Regions from separate parts of the Mus musculus genome. Here regions 1, 2 and 4 are each linked to region 3. Evidence: chromatin contacts called from public Hi-C and promoter capture Hi-C data. All regions are on one chromosome and are shown on one strand. Each heading gives the region's core, a stretch centred on a gene start, on an enhancer-like site or on the middle of the called end of the contact. The rest is flanking DNA. Distances are from core to core; before and after follow the strand shown. Region 1 holds the start of Kcnc3 (potassium voltage gated channel, Shaw-related subfamily, member 3). Region 2 holds the start of Fuz (fuzzy planar cell polarity protein). Region 3 holds the start of Syngr4 (synaptogyrin 4). Region 4 holds the start of Fam71e1 (family with sequence similarity 71, member E1).

Region 1 (2,700 bases), core at 54-2,553, 1.3 Mb after region 3:
GGGACCTGGGACACTGAGGATCGGGAATAAGAAAATGGCTTTGGAGTGTTCAAGGGACAGTGGGAGAAGTTTTGAAGAGGCTGAGGCCATTCTGGGGACCTGCCAAAGGTCTCAGAAGGTGTGTGAGAAAGGTGGGGTAGGACTGTCAGGGAAATCCAGCTAGGAAGCTGTTCCCCAGGATCTATGATGACTAGGAGCAGCAGCGAGTTGGGGTTTAGAAGGTCCCAGGGACGCTTAAGTTTTCGGGAGGTGTCCTTGGAAGGGTGGTCTAAAGAGAGGGGTGTGTTTGCAGGGGTGCAGGGAACTCCAGCTGCAAGGAGGAAGGGCTTCCAGAGAACTGGAGGGCTCAAGAGGAGGAGGGACACTGGGATGGAGTGCTCCGGAAACAGAGCGGTTGGGATAATTAGGAGTGCTCGGAGAGCGCGCTCACCCTGGCAGCCCGCGACGAGTAGGGGTCCTCAAAAAGCGCCCACACACGGGGCTGCCAGCGCCGCCACCAGGTGCCGCCCGCGCCGCCCGCGCCCCCGGCAGGTCCTCCGGCACCTCCGCCCGCGTCCTGAAAACACAGACGCTTGAGCTCGCCGCCTGCCCCGTCCAGGCCGCCGCCTCCTGCGCCCGCCTCGTCGTCCAGTCCCGCATCGTGCGCGCCTCCGGCGTTGGCGTTGGCGTTGGCCGAGGAGTCCGGGGCCTCGAAAGAGTCCAGTGCCTCCTCAGCGTCACGGTGCTGGCGATAGGTCATCCAGCAGCAGGCCTCCACGTCCGTCTCGTCTATGCCCCAGAAGCCCAGCTCCTCCTCGAAGAGCGGCCCGCACACGTCGGCCGGGCAGTGCAGTTTGCCGGTGCGGTAGTAGTTGAGCACGTAGGCGAAGACGCCCGGGTGACGGTCGAAGAAGAACTCGTCCGTGCCCGGGTCGTAGTCAAAGCGCGCGGCCGCCTCGGGCTCGGTCAGCCCGGCCAGTCTGGTCCCTGGCAGGGTGCGCAACGTGGAGCGGTACGTCTCATGGCGCACGCCGCCCACGTTGATCACGATCTTACCGCTGTCGCCGCCGCCGCCGCCGTGCCGCCCCATGGCCACCGCCGGCAGCCCGGGGCATGGCTCGGCACGCCGGCCCCCAGGCCCGCAGGAAAGCGGGGCACCCGCCGGGGAGGCGGCAGTGCCGGGCTGAGAGCACTGCTGCTGCTGCGGCGGCGGCAGAGGCGGCGGTGAGGACTCAGGCGGCTGCGGCGTTGGCACCGGCTGAGGCTGCTGCTTGCCGGTCCCCTGGCGCCCGCGGAACGACCAGACGCACACTGAACTGAGCATTGGACAGGGAGGCGGGGCTGGGAGGGGGCAGGGTCTCGGGGGCGGGGCCCGGGTAGAGAGGCAGACGTGATTGGACAGGAGGAGGCGATGAATGGATGGGAGGGTGTGATTGGGCAGGTGGAGGGAGGGCACGAGCTGATTGGGCTGAGCGACTGGGCGGGGCCACGGCTAGGCAGACTCCGACCCAGCCTAGCTAGAGGAGGTGGGGTTGCACAGAAAGCTCAGGGATTGGATCCTACCTAGGAGAGGGCGGGGCGTCAAGGGGACCCTAAAAATGCCTAACTCAGCAGCACAGCGAAAATGGAGACCTCAGAGCCAGGTATGGGAAAGAGCCAGGTACCGTGAAGGAAGGGGGATCAGGCGTTCAAGGTCATGCTACAAAGTGAGATAGAGGCCAGCCTGGGCTGCATGAGACTCTGCCTCGAAAAAAAAAGGCCTATCAATTCTGGTGGGGGTAGGGGTGAGGAACGGGTTGGGGGGTGGTGGGTGGGGGGAAAGAAGTCACAACAAGAGAAGCTGACAAAAAGAAAACAAATTGCCTAGAGCCCGGGCAGGCGGGACCTGCACTGAAAAGGCAAATGAACGGGAAAGTAGGAGTAATTGGATGCAGCGAGCCCAAGAGATTATTAACAATCCTTATTGGGCCGCGACAATGAGGGGGGAGGGTCTCAACTGGGGTGAGGGCGGTACAAGGGAACTAGAGGTGGAGTTGGAACTTGATTAAATAAAAAAACTCACAGGAGACAGTCGAAGCGGAAGATACTGGGACGCTATGGTAAAGGAAGGAAGGCGAGGCCTGGGAGCCTCTGGATGAAAGCTGGGGAGGGGCGGAGGCTGCAAGTTGTGGAGTTGAGGGAGGTCTTAGGTTCGCTGTCCTCCTGCTTCAACATTAGCATCCCAAGTAGCTGAGATGACAGATGAGCACCACCATGTCCAACTGGATGTTGCAAATTTGGACTTCGTTAGACGGGGTTAGACCTGGGCGAAGAGGATCCGGACGAATGGGAGACACAGGCAGATGGACAGGGTCTATATCTTATATGAAACACCTTCAATAGTCCAGAGGAAGATGCGACTAGTAAGTGGATGGCAAAGTGGGGCGCTAAAAATGAGCATTTAGAGAGCCAGAAGCCTCCAGGCTGGTGGGATGGAGTTCTGGAAATGAGATGCCTGTTAGGGGAAGGACACTCATTGCTGGGCACGGGGCTGGGGGTGGGCTGGAATAGAGAGATTCATTGGTAGAGACCCCGGAGGATGGTCCACTACGTCTTAGGGAAGGGGCAAAAGTTGCCAGCTGGTGGAAGAAAGGGGATGAAGCGTAGACAACAAAGAGTGCAGACAGAAGGGCCAAGAGATGGGTAAAGGAGTGGGGACCAGGCATGCAGGAAAGAGCGCCA
Region 2 (2,700 bases), core at 77-2,576, 1.0 Mb after region 3:
ATAGTGGGAATTGTAGTTCCAGACAAATGGGCACGACTTAGGGATCCTAACGTCACTCACATCCCACAGCCTCACCCTCAATTCTTTCTTCAGTCTTTCTACATTCCGGATATTGGTCAGCTCCTCAAGTCCCACAATGAGAACCTAGAAGAATCACATAGGACAGCGGGGTCCTTAATAGGATCTAGTCAGAGAGGACAGTATTTGAATGGGTGTTGAGAGGAAGGCCAGGTCTGGATCCCTGTGTATGAAGGTGGAGGTCGGGCTCCTGGACTCCTAGGTATGAGGGAAGAGGGCTGAGGTCTGGATGTCTGGGTGTGAGAAAAAAATGCAGGTCTGGACTAAGGAGAAGAGGCTGGGGGTGCAGCTCTCTTGAGTTTTGGAGAAAAAAGGGCCCAGTCTCACCATGGCCCCAAACACCATGTGGAGCATTCTTTCCAGCCTCAGCTCAGAGGTGCCCTCCTCAGATGACAGAACAATGAGAGTGATACTGTGGGGAGGAAAGAAGAGAAGCAAGAATGAAGTAGAGGTCAGGCCTGGGAAACGGAGCCAAGCGCTTCAGCGTCTCTGGGCTATTCCTATGCTGCTGGCTACATTCTGCTGGGAACGCAGGGATCAGAGAGGGTGAGTAGCTTATCAAAGATTCCCACAGCCAAGTCACCACTGGCAGGACTCTGGGGTCACCTAAGCCAGGAACCACTGCCCAGATCTTGTTCCCTTGCTCCCGCCAAGGGACCTGTCATGGAAGTTCTTCCACACTACGGTTGTGTCTTCCGTTCTTGCAGAGTTCAGTTGCACATCCAGATTCTGGCCGAACATGTGGACTCCATTGAGAGAGCCGATGACAGAGAAAGGAAGCTGAAGAGTGGGGAAGCATTGAGACCTCACTGTCCCACTTTGCCGTCTCCCCACATCCCCCCAAAGTTCTTCAGGAAACCAGGCTTATTAGTCCCCTAAAGGCTCCGAGCCTCTACTCCCTGCACGGTATGCCATCCCAGCTTCCCAAACCCCTTATTTAGACGAAGGAGTCGAATGCCCCCACCTGTTGACGGGAGGGGGCGCCGCCGCTGCTACTCCGACAAAACAGGGGAACCCCGCTAGAGGCTGCGAGGCACAGCAGATGCACCGGGCTTCCCGGCCCCTCATCCCCCATCTGGAAGCCCGCACCCGACAAGTCACCCCCCTGGAGACTCTCGGTGTGGATCTAGGAGCATGCGGGTAGTGAAAGCAAGTCGGCCTGCCGTTTGGAGCCGCCAGAGGGCGAGAAGCCGGATGGCTAAATTCCTGCCTTCATCAACTCAGCCCCTCCAACAGGATTCTTTTTCCGCCCCGGCCGGAAGTCATCATGACCCTAACAAAGATGGCGACAAGTATTGCTTGCCAAGCGTTCAAGTTGTTCCTGGACAGCTTCACATCTTTTGTATAACGAGAATGAAGAATCTAGTTTGAAGATGGTGATGGTGCTAAGGTGTTGCCTACAAACCTTCATGTGTGCTGTAATTACGTGCTAATTTTTTTTTTTTAAACAACTGGTTGAGGATGGGGACAGTGCTAAGGCACTGCCTGGCAACTGCAGCGTGGCCTTTCATTCCATAGTGGGAAATACCCTGCCCCAGTCAAAGATGGCCGTATGCTCAGGCGTTGCCTAGCAACTACCATTCACAATAATTTCTGTTTCAAAACTCCGAACCGCTGTGCCACCGTCTCCCTCTCATTTTTTCAGAATGGTTTGATCCAGGCAGTGTTGCCTAGTAACCACCAAATGAGATGGTTGTTTTTGTTATTAGTGAAAGGCAGAAGAGAACCTTTTCCAAAATCATGAAAACCACGTAATTTCTGTAACGAATTAATGCCAATGATGGTGTATCGTGTCGAAAGGTAAAACACGGAAAACTTTGTTCCATGCAACAATAGAAGTTAGCACCGAGGTAGCAAGACAGATTTTCACAGATATGATCACTGTACTATCACTTCCAAAGCTTTCTTCCAAAGGATGGCTAGGAGCCAGGGAGATGGCTCAGCACATCCCAGGGCTTGCCATGAAGACCTGAGAAGCTTGTAACCCCTGGAATCTTCATGGTAGAATAGAGAGCTCACTCCACAAAGCTGGCCTCTGTACACATGCCATGGCACACGCACTGTAAGAATCAAAATTTATTTTCTAGTTTAAAATAGTATGGCTATTAAAATAGTATGGCTACAGCTTCGTGTCTTTATTTTCTACTTTCTGGGTGAGTTGCAGCCTTTAGGCCTGGTTGGCCTGGAACTCAGGGTAGCTGTTTGGCCTGGAATGGCGAATGCCAGCCACTCTCTTTTTCTTTGCTTTCCTTTCTTTCTCTTTTGCTTGTTGTTGTTTAGTGTATTTTTGAGGTGTGGTCTCATGTAGCCCATGCAGACCTGGGACTTGCCATGTGTCCTTGAAATTCCGATTCCTTTTTCAACATCTCAGTCTCCTTTCTTTCTTCCTTTCTTTTTTCTTTCTTTCTTCCTTTCTTTTTTTTTTCTAGATTTATTTATTTATTTTATATATACGAGTACACTGTAGCTGTACAGATGGTTGTGAGCCATCATGTGGTTGCTGGGATTTGAACTCAGGACCTTTGGGAGACCAGTCAATGCTCTTAACAGCTGAGTCATCTCTCCAGTCCAGTCCAGCCCCCATCTCAGCCCTTCTAATGTCTTTTTATACTCTGTTTGTTT
Region 3 (2,700 bases), core at 92-2,591:
ACTTAGCACGGTGCCACGGAATAAAGAGCTCAAGGTGTGATAATAATTATCATTATGGCTTTGCAGATACAAATTTATTATGTACTAGAAAGGAATTATGAGGATGATAGTTACATCTATTTCAAGGGAAAAACTTATGTCCCAGTGTGCCTGTTCAAGGCCCCAGAAGAAGCCCAAGTCCAGAGATCTTTAGGCATCTCATCTTGGAGTTCTTTCTAGCCCCTGCATTCCAACTTTCTCGAACCCACTAGGAACGCCAAAGGGACCAGAAACTACACTCCCAGGAGGGCGCTAGCGCAGACCTCAAAAGCAGGTATAGTGGTGCAGTCGCGAGGTCGGCTGGAAACTGTAGTCTCTAGGTCCTTAGACCACTGATGGGCGGTACCTGTATCAGGAGGCGGAGCAGCTGCTCCTTGGAGAATGGAATGAAGCGCTCGCGGTACTGCTGGGCCCAGTCGCAGGGCTCCTTGGGGTTCCACATCTTGCGGTACACCCCCATCCTGTTCTCCAGGGACGACAGAGCTCGGGGAGTCCCGAGGAGAGCAGGCACCAGGGACCATAGTCGGACCTTGGACCCCCAGGTCACATGCAACATGGCCTGCCCCCTTTCCCAGAGCCTAAACATAAGCAAATGAAGGGGGATGTCAAAGGTCAGTTGGAGGTAGTACCTCCACACACCCCTCCCTTCGGGGACAGTTCCTGGCCAGTCTCCCTCCCTCTAATCCCTTTCCGGTTCCTTCTACACTGCACATTTAGGTTGGCTCCGGAATAGGGTCAGAGGTCGTAGTTTGGAGTATCTTGCAGGCCCAGGGACCCTGAAGCGGTACAAATGGTCTCTGAGAAGCTTAAACAATGAGGTGGAGCTCAGGAGTGTTGAAAAACTAGGAAAAGTTAATAGCGGGTGCTGGGCCGTCCTTCCTGGGCCATGCAATCCCCCACCCTGCCCTCACCTTAACCAACGCGCGACTGTCATTGAGCCTTCTGCGCATGTGCAGTAAGAGGTCCTAGGCCCAGAGGATTGGCTTCAGCAAGCAGTAAGGCGCATGCGCACAGCCTGAGCCGCTTGAAACCATTTAATAGCCTTTATCTCAACTGCGCATGCCTCATCGCTAGTCCTTTTTTTTTTTTTTTTTTTTTTTTTTTTTTAAAGGTAATGCGCACGCGCTGAAGACGTGTGGTCCGCTATTTGGAGCTGGGTCGGGCCCTCGCGCGCGCCCGGCCAACGGCGACCCGCCCAACGTCCGCCGAGACCACGCCCTTTCCATAGTCAGTTCGGATAGGCGGAAAGGAAAGGGGCGGGACTTGGCTGCAGCCAATCATCTGTAGAGGACAGAAAAGGCGGGAAAAAGAGGAACCAAAAAGAGGCTAGAGGTGGCTCCCGGGACCAGGAGAGGAAGCCAGGCAGGCAGAAGAGGAACGCAGGTCCTCGGCCCTCGGAGAAGAGGTGGTTCTCTTCAGCCAGCGTCCCCTTGGGGTCTCAGCACTTCCGCCCCCAGGTCCTTAGAAGGGAAGCCCCTAGTCTAAGGAGGTTGCCATGACTCTCATACCGAGTGGCAGCTGGTTTCTGAGGCTTCAGTCTTAAGACAATATGTCATCCTGAAACAGAGCTGAAGCCTAAGCAAGCCTGGTGTTACGGAAAATGACCCAAGTTAGGGAACACCTCAAATATTGCTGGGCTCTACGTGGTCTTCTATACCTAGGGTAGCTGCATTCCCTCAAGGACCAGTCTACAGTCCCCCTATTGACCCCACTCTGAGGGCCCAGCAGACCTGCCACCCCTTATCACCCTCATCCTGTATTCCCAAAATCTAGGGCCCTCAGAACCCTCTGGCCCCTTATCAGCACCTGAAACCTCCAATAGCCCATCAGCCTACATTTCCAACTTCTGGAACCCCGAAGCAGCCTTCCAGCCGTGCTCCCATTTCCAGAACCTCCCACATACCCTATCATGTCTCATCTCCAGCACCTAAGACCACCCAGCAGTTTCTCACCCCATATTCCTGACAACTGAAAACGGGAGCAGCCAGCCCCTTCAGCCCACCCCCTCTGTTCCTAGGGCTCCTAACAGCCCCTCAGCCTATCCATCCCCACAAAGGAAGGGCCAGTACTCCCCACTCCCAGCACTTTTACTCTGACATTCCCATTCCTCTTTTCTTGCAGTAGCTGAGCCTTGAGGTGGGTCTGAGGCACACAGGAAGTGGTGCCCAGAAAGCAGCACCCAACACCCCTGCCCCTACCTCCCGGGACACCCAAAGAAGAGCAGCCACTATGCACCTCCCTGAAAGCCTCCACGACCTGGCAGACAATGAGACTGTGCGCTTTCTGAGGAGACCAAAGAGCATCTCAAGGATCTTCGGAGGGGTGAGACCCCAGGGGTCAGGACACAGGCGACATCCAGGAAGAGGGCAAGGGGTCAGTGTGGTCAGAGAGGGAGAGAAGCAGACAGGAGCCCAAAACTGAAGCCACCTTTTACTGAGTATCTGGTCACTAGCCACTGTCAGCATCAACCGAGTCATCACAAGAAAGAGCCCCTCAAACCTGGGGCTCCTCAAAGGGCCTCTCAAATCTGTCACACCAGCACATAAAAGACTGAGGTAGGAGGATTGACATAGGTTTGAGGCCAGCCTGGGTTACAGTGTAAGAAAATGGAAAAAGTGAAAAAGAACCCTTTCAAAGGCGAAGAAAAGTAAAGCCACCCCC
Region 4 (2,700 bases), core at 39-2,538, 1.4 Mb after region 3:
AGTCTTTGAGCTTTACTTTATCTCTCTGGGACAGAGTACCTGGAAAGCAGAAAGCACTGTGTAAACAGCCACCATCCTGACCCTGTGATGCCACTGAGGGCTGTCCTCCCTCATCTCGCCTGACTTCTGACCTCTGTGAAGTGCCCTGCCATTTTTCTTAGTGAAGAGGTTTGGTGGTGATCTTGGTCCCTGGGTGGCAAAATGGCGGCAGGGAGGTTGGAGGAAGTTGGGACTTAGAGGGGCAGTCACCCGAGGAGCTGCAGGTGTCCATTCTCCTTGTCAGGGCCGGCCAGCAGCAGCAGGTCTGGCAGCTCCAGGGCAGGACTAGAGGCTGCCACCCCCATGGTGACCTTGTTGGCGACTTCTCCAAACCGGGTCACCTGGGGCCAAAGGTTAAGAGGATCGATAGATGGAGAACAGAACTCAACAGGAATCTGATTGGGTCTTGGGGATCTTGACAGAGTGAAAGGTCATGAACTAGGGGAGATGAACAGTAGGTTAGGGATTGGGAATGTGGCTCAGAATATAAGCACACATGCCTAGAATCCCCCGGTGCAGGGCTAGGGTGTGACTAAGGGGTAGAGCTCCTGCTGAATAACGAGTGAAGCCCAGAGTACCAGCCATATTACCTCTAAAAAGGAAAAAAAAAAAAAAAAAAAGGCTTGTGGGCCAAAGATTTTAGGATTAAAGGACAAGAACCATATGTGTACAGTCAAGGAAACTGAGACAAAGGCTTCTGAAGACACAAAAAGCCCAGCGGGCTCAGAGGTGATGTGGATCACTTGGAAAGAACGACAAATGATGGGGGAGATCCGTACATCAACGGGTCGGAGGTCCGGGGCTCCACACCTGCACGAAGTTGCTTTCAAAGATGGGAAAGTCGCGCAGCTGGTCGAACTCGCCGCTCAGGAGGTGGCGTTGGAGGCGCCCAGGGCGGCACGGGGCGTAGGCTGGAGCCAGGGGGCGGTCTGCAGGGGCGAAGCGCGAGCATCCATCCCAGGATGCCAGGTACATGAACTCTGACCGAGGGCGCATGCGGGGCAGCGGCCTCCGCATTGCTGGTCCCATACCTTCCCCGGCTCCCTCTCTAGGGCCAACCCCTCCAGGCAGAAGTCCTTTTGTCACCTTCCATCCCCTCAGAACTGGTCTCACCTGCTCCGCCCCGAGCGGCCTTAAGATCTCGACCGCCCTTCATCGCCACGCCCCGGCCCTGGGGAGGAACGCCGAGTGAAGCCTGGGACAGACAGATAAAGGGTGGGGCCTAGAGCTTGTGACTTTACAATAGGGTGCCCGGCGTTCCGTGACGTCAACGACGTCACTTCTCTCCCAGGTGGTGTCACCGGGAACGTGAGCCCTAGAGACCCGGATGGAGAAATGGCCGCCCTGACTGCGGGAGCAGGCGGACGGGCGCTAGTGCGCAGGCGCGGCGTGCGGCGCAGGCGCGTGAGCCTCAGGATGAACCCTGTGTTTCCTAGCGGGCTGTATGGCTCTCGGTTTTTCTCAACGCTCCCGTATGGTGGCCGCGGGTGCCGGGGTGACCCGGCTGCTAGTGCTCTTGCTGATGGTAGCCGCGGCTCCTAGCAGAGCCCGAGGCAGCGGCTGCCGGGTCGGGGCCTCCGCGCGTGGGGTGAGTGCTAGTGGCCGGGGCGGGGCGGCCTCCTGTGGGCGCTAGATGGACCCCATCATGAATATTCATGAGAGGATGTGGTTTGCTCGGAACCTGAGCTGCGTGGAGTAGTGGTAGCTAGCCTCTCATCTCCGTGCTTGGGAGGCTGAGGCTGGAGGATCAAGGAGTTTGAGGCTAGCTTGGATTGCTTGAGATTGTCTCAAAAATACAAAAATGGGGGTGTGATGGTGCACGCTTTCAATACCCCTATTCGGGAGGCAGAGACAGGTGAATTTCTGAGTTCGAGGCCAGCCTAGGACAAAGGGAGTTCTAGGCCAACCAGGGCTACACAGTGAGACCCTGACTCAATAAGTAATTAATAAAGATATGGCAAGGAAGCAGTGCTCTAGTGCTAGGGTTGGAATCATGTTTCTGAATATGCACGAAGAAGTCAGGTCCTTCAGGAGCCAGAGTGCTGTAGGATGCCTGGCTAGGAGAAGCTTGAAATTAAGACATCTAAGGCTTAGGCCTGGGTGTGGGGTGCAAGGTCACCTTGGGCTACCTAAGGTCCTGTTTCAAAAAAACCCCAAAAATAGGGTGCTGGAGAAATGAGGGCCAAGAGAACTGACTGCTTTTCTGGAGTACCTGGGTTTGCTTTCTGGCACCTACCTAGAGGCTCACGACTGTCTGCTAACTTCAGTTTTTGGGGATTGCACATTCTCTTCTGGCACACCAGGTACCAGGCATGCACACAGGGCACATAGGTACATGCAGCAGATATCCATACACAAAATTAAAAAAAGAAAAATTACAAAGAAATTAAGCTGATGGTGGTGGTGCTCATGTGTAACCCCAAGCGCTCAGCAGACGTAGGCAGGAGGATCATCTCCGGTCTGGATCAGGGAGTGATTTAGTGGGACTCTGCTTCAGAACCGTGGGAAAGAAAGTGTGGATCTAGGATGTGCCAGAGAGAAGTGGGCTTCTTGCCAATGTGAATGGTCAGAGTATTAGCATGTGCAAAGGAAGTGAACTCGTGAATGAAAACCTGAATGACCTGGGGTGGGGGGCAGAGCAAGGTGGTATTTACCTGTAGT

The links. Hi-C and Micro-C count contacts between places; a contact is called where the count stands out from the background. Capture Hi-C pulls out chosen DNA fragments and counts their contacts.
Region 1: a contact with region 3 is called in a promoter capture Hi-C map of pancreatic islet. The contact joins the promoter of Kcnc3 here to the promoter of Syngr4 in region 3. A contact is called at or near these places in 2 of 39 promoter capture datasets (liver and pre-B cells) and 1 of 9 other capture datasets (pancreatic islet).
Region 2: a promoter capture Hi-C map of liver shows a contact between it and region 3, with 4 times the contacts expected there. The contact joins the promoter of Fuz here to the promoter of Syngr4 in region 3. A contact is called at or near these places in 2 of 39 promoter capture datasets (liver and pre-B cells), 1 of 115 datasets of contacts at active chromatin or transcription factors (thymic regulatory T cells) and 3 of 9 other capture datasets (adipose tissue, liver and pancreatic islet).
Region 4: a Hi-C map of B cells shows a contact between it and region 3, with 5 read pairs. The contact joins the promoter of Fam71e1 here to the promoter of Syngr4 in region 3. A contact is called at or near these places in 4 of 39 promoter capture datasets (cranial neural crest, liver and pre-B cells) and 1 of 484 Hi-C or Micro-C datasets (B cells).

What each region holds. Positions count from the first base shown.
Region 1 is chr7:44,589,489-44,592,188 of GRCm38.p6, reverse strand. It overlaps Kcnc3 (potassium voltage gated channel, Shaw-related subfamily, member 3), which reads right to left and starts at 1,303. Exons shown (of 4, transcript NM_008422.2): 1 at 431-1,303. The coding sequence starts at 1,303.
Region 2 is chr7:44,894,705-44,897,404 of GRCm38.p6, reverse strand. It overlaps Fuz (fuzzy planar cell polarity protein), which reads right to left and starts at 1,326. Exons shown (of 11, transcript NM_027376.3): 1 at 1,043-1,326; 2 at 737-858; 3 at 406-490; 4 at 76-144. The coding sequence starts at 1,153.
Region 3 is chr7:45,895,352-45,898,051 of GRCm38.p6, reverse strand. It overlaps Syngr4 (synaptogyrin 4), which reads left to right and starts at 1,341. Exons shown (of 5, transcript NM_021482.2): 1 at 1,341-1,444; 2 at 2,161-2,361. The coding sequence starts at 2,269. It overlaps Tmem143 (transmembrane protein 143), which reads right to left and starts at 983. Exons shown (of 8, transcript NM_144801.2): 1 at 951-983; 2 at 386-617. The coding sequence starts at 973.
Region 4 is chr7:44,495,183-44,497,882 of GRCm38.p6, reverse strand. It overlaps Fam71e1 (family with sequence similarity 71, member E1), which reads right to left and starts at 1,288. Exons shown (of 5, transcript NM_028169.2): 1 at 1,153-1,288; 2 at 850-968; 3 at 250-380. The coding sequence starts at 1,195. It overlaps Emc10 (ER membrane protein complex subunit 10), which reads left to right and starts at 1,465. Exons shown (of 7, transcript NM_197991.3): 1 at 1,465-1,627. The coding sequence starts at 1,514.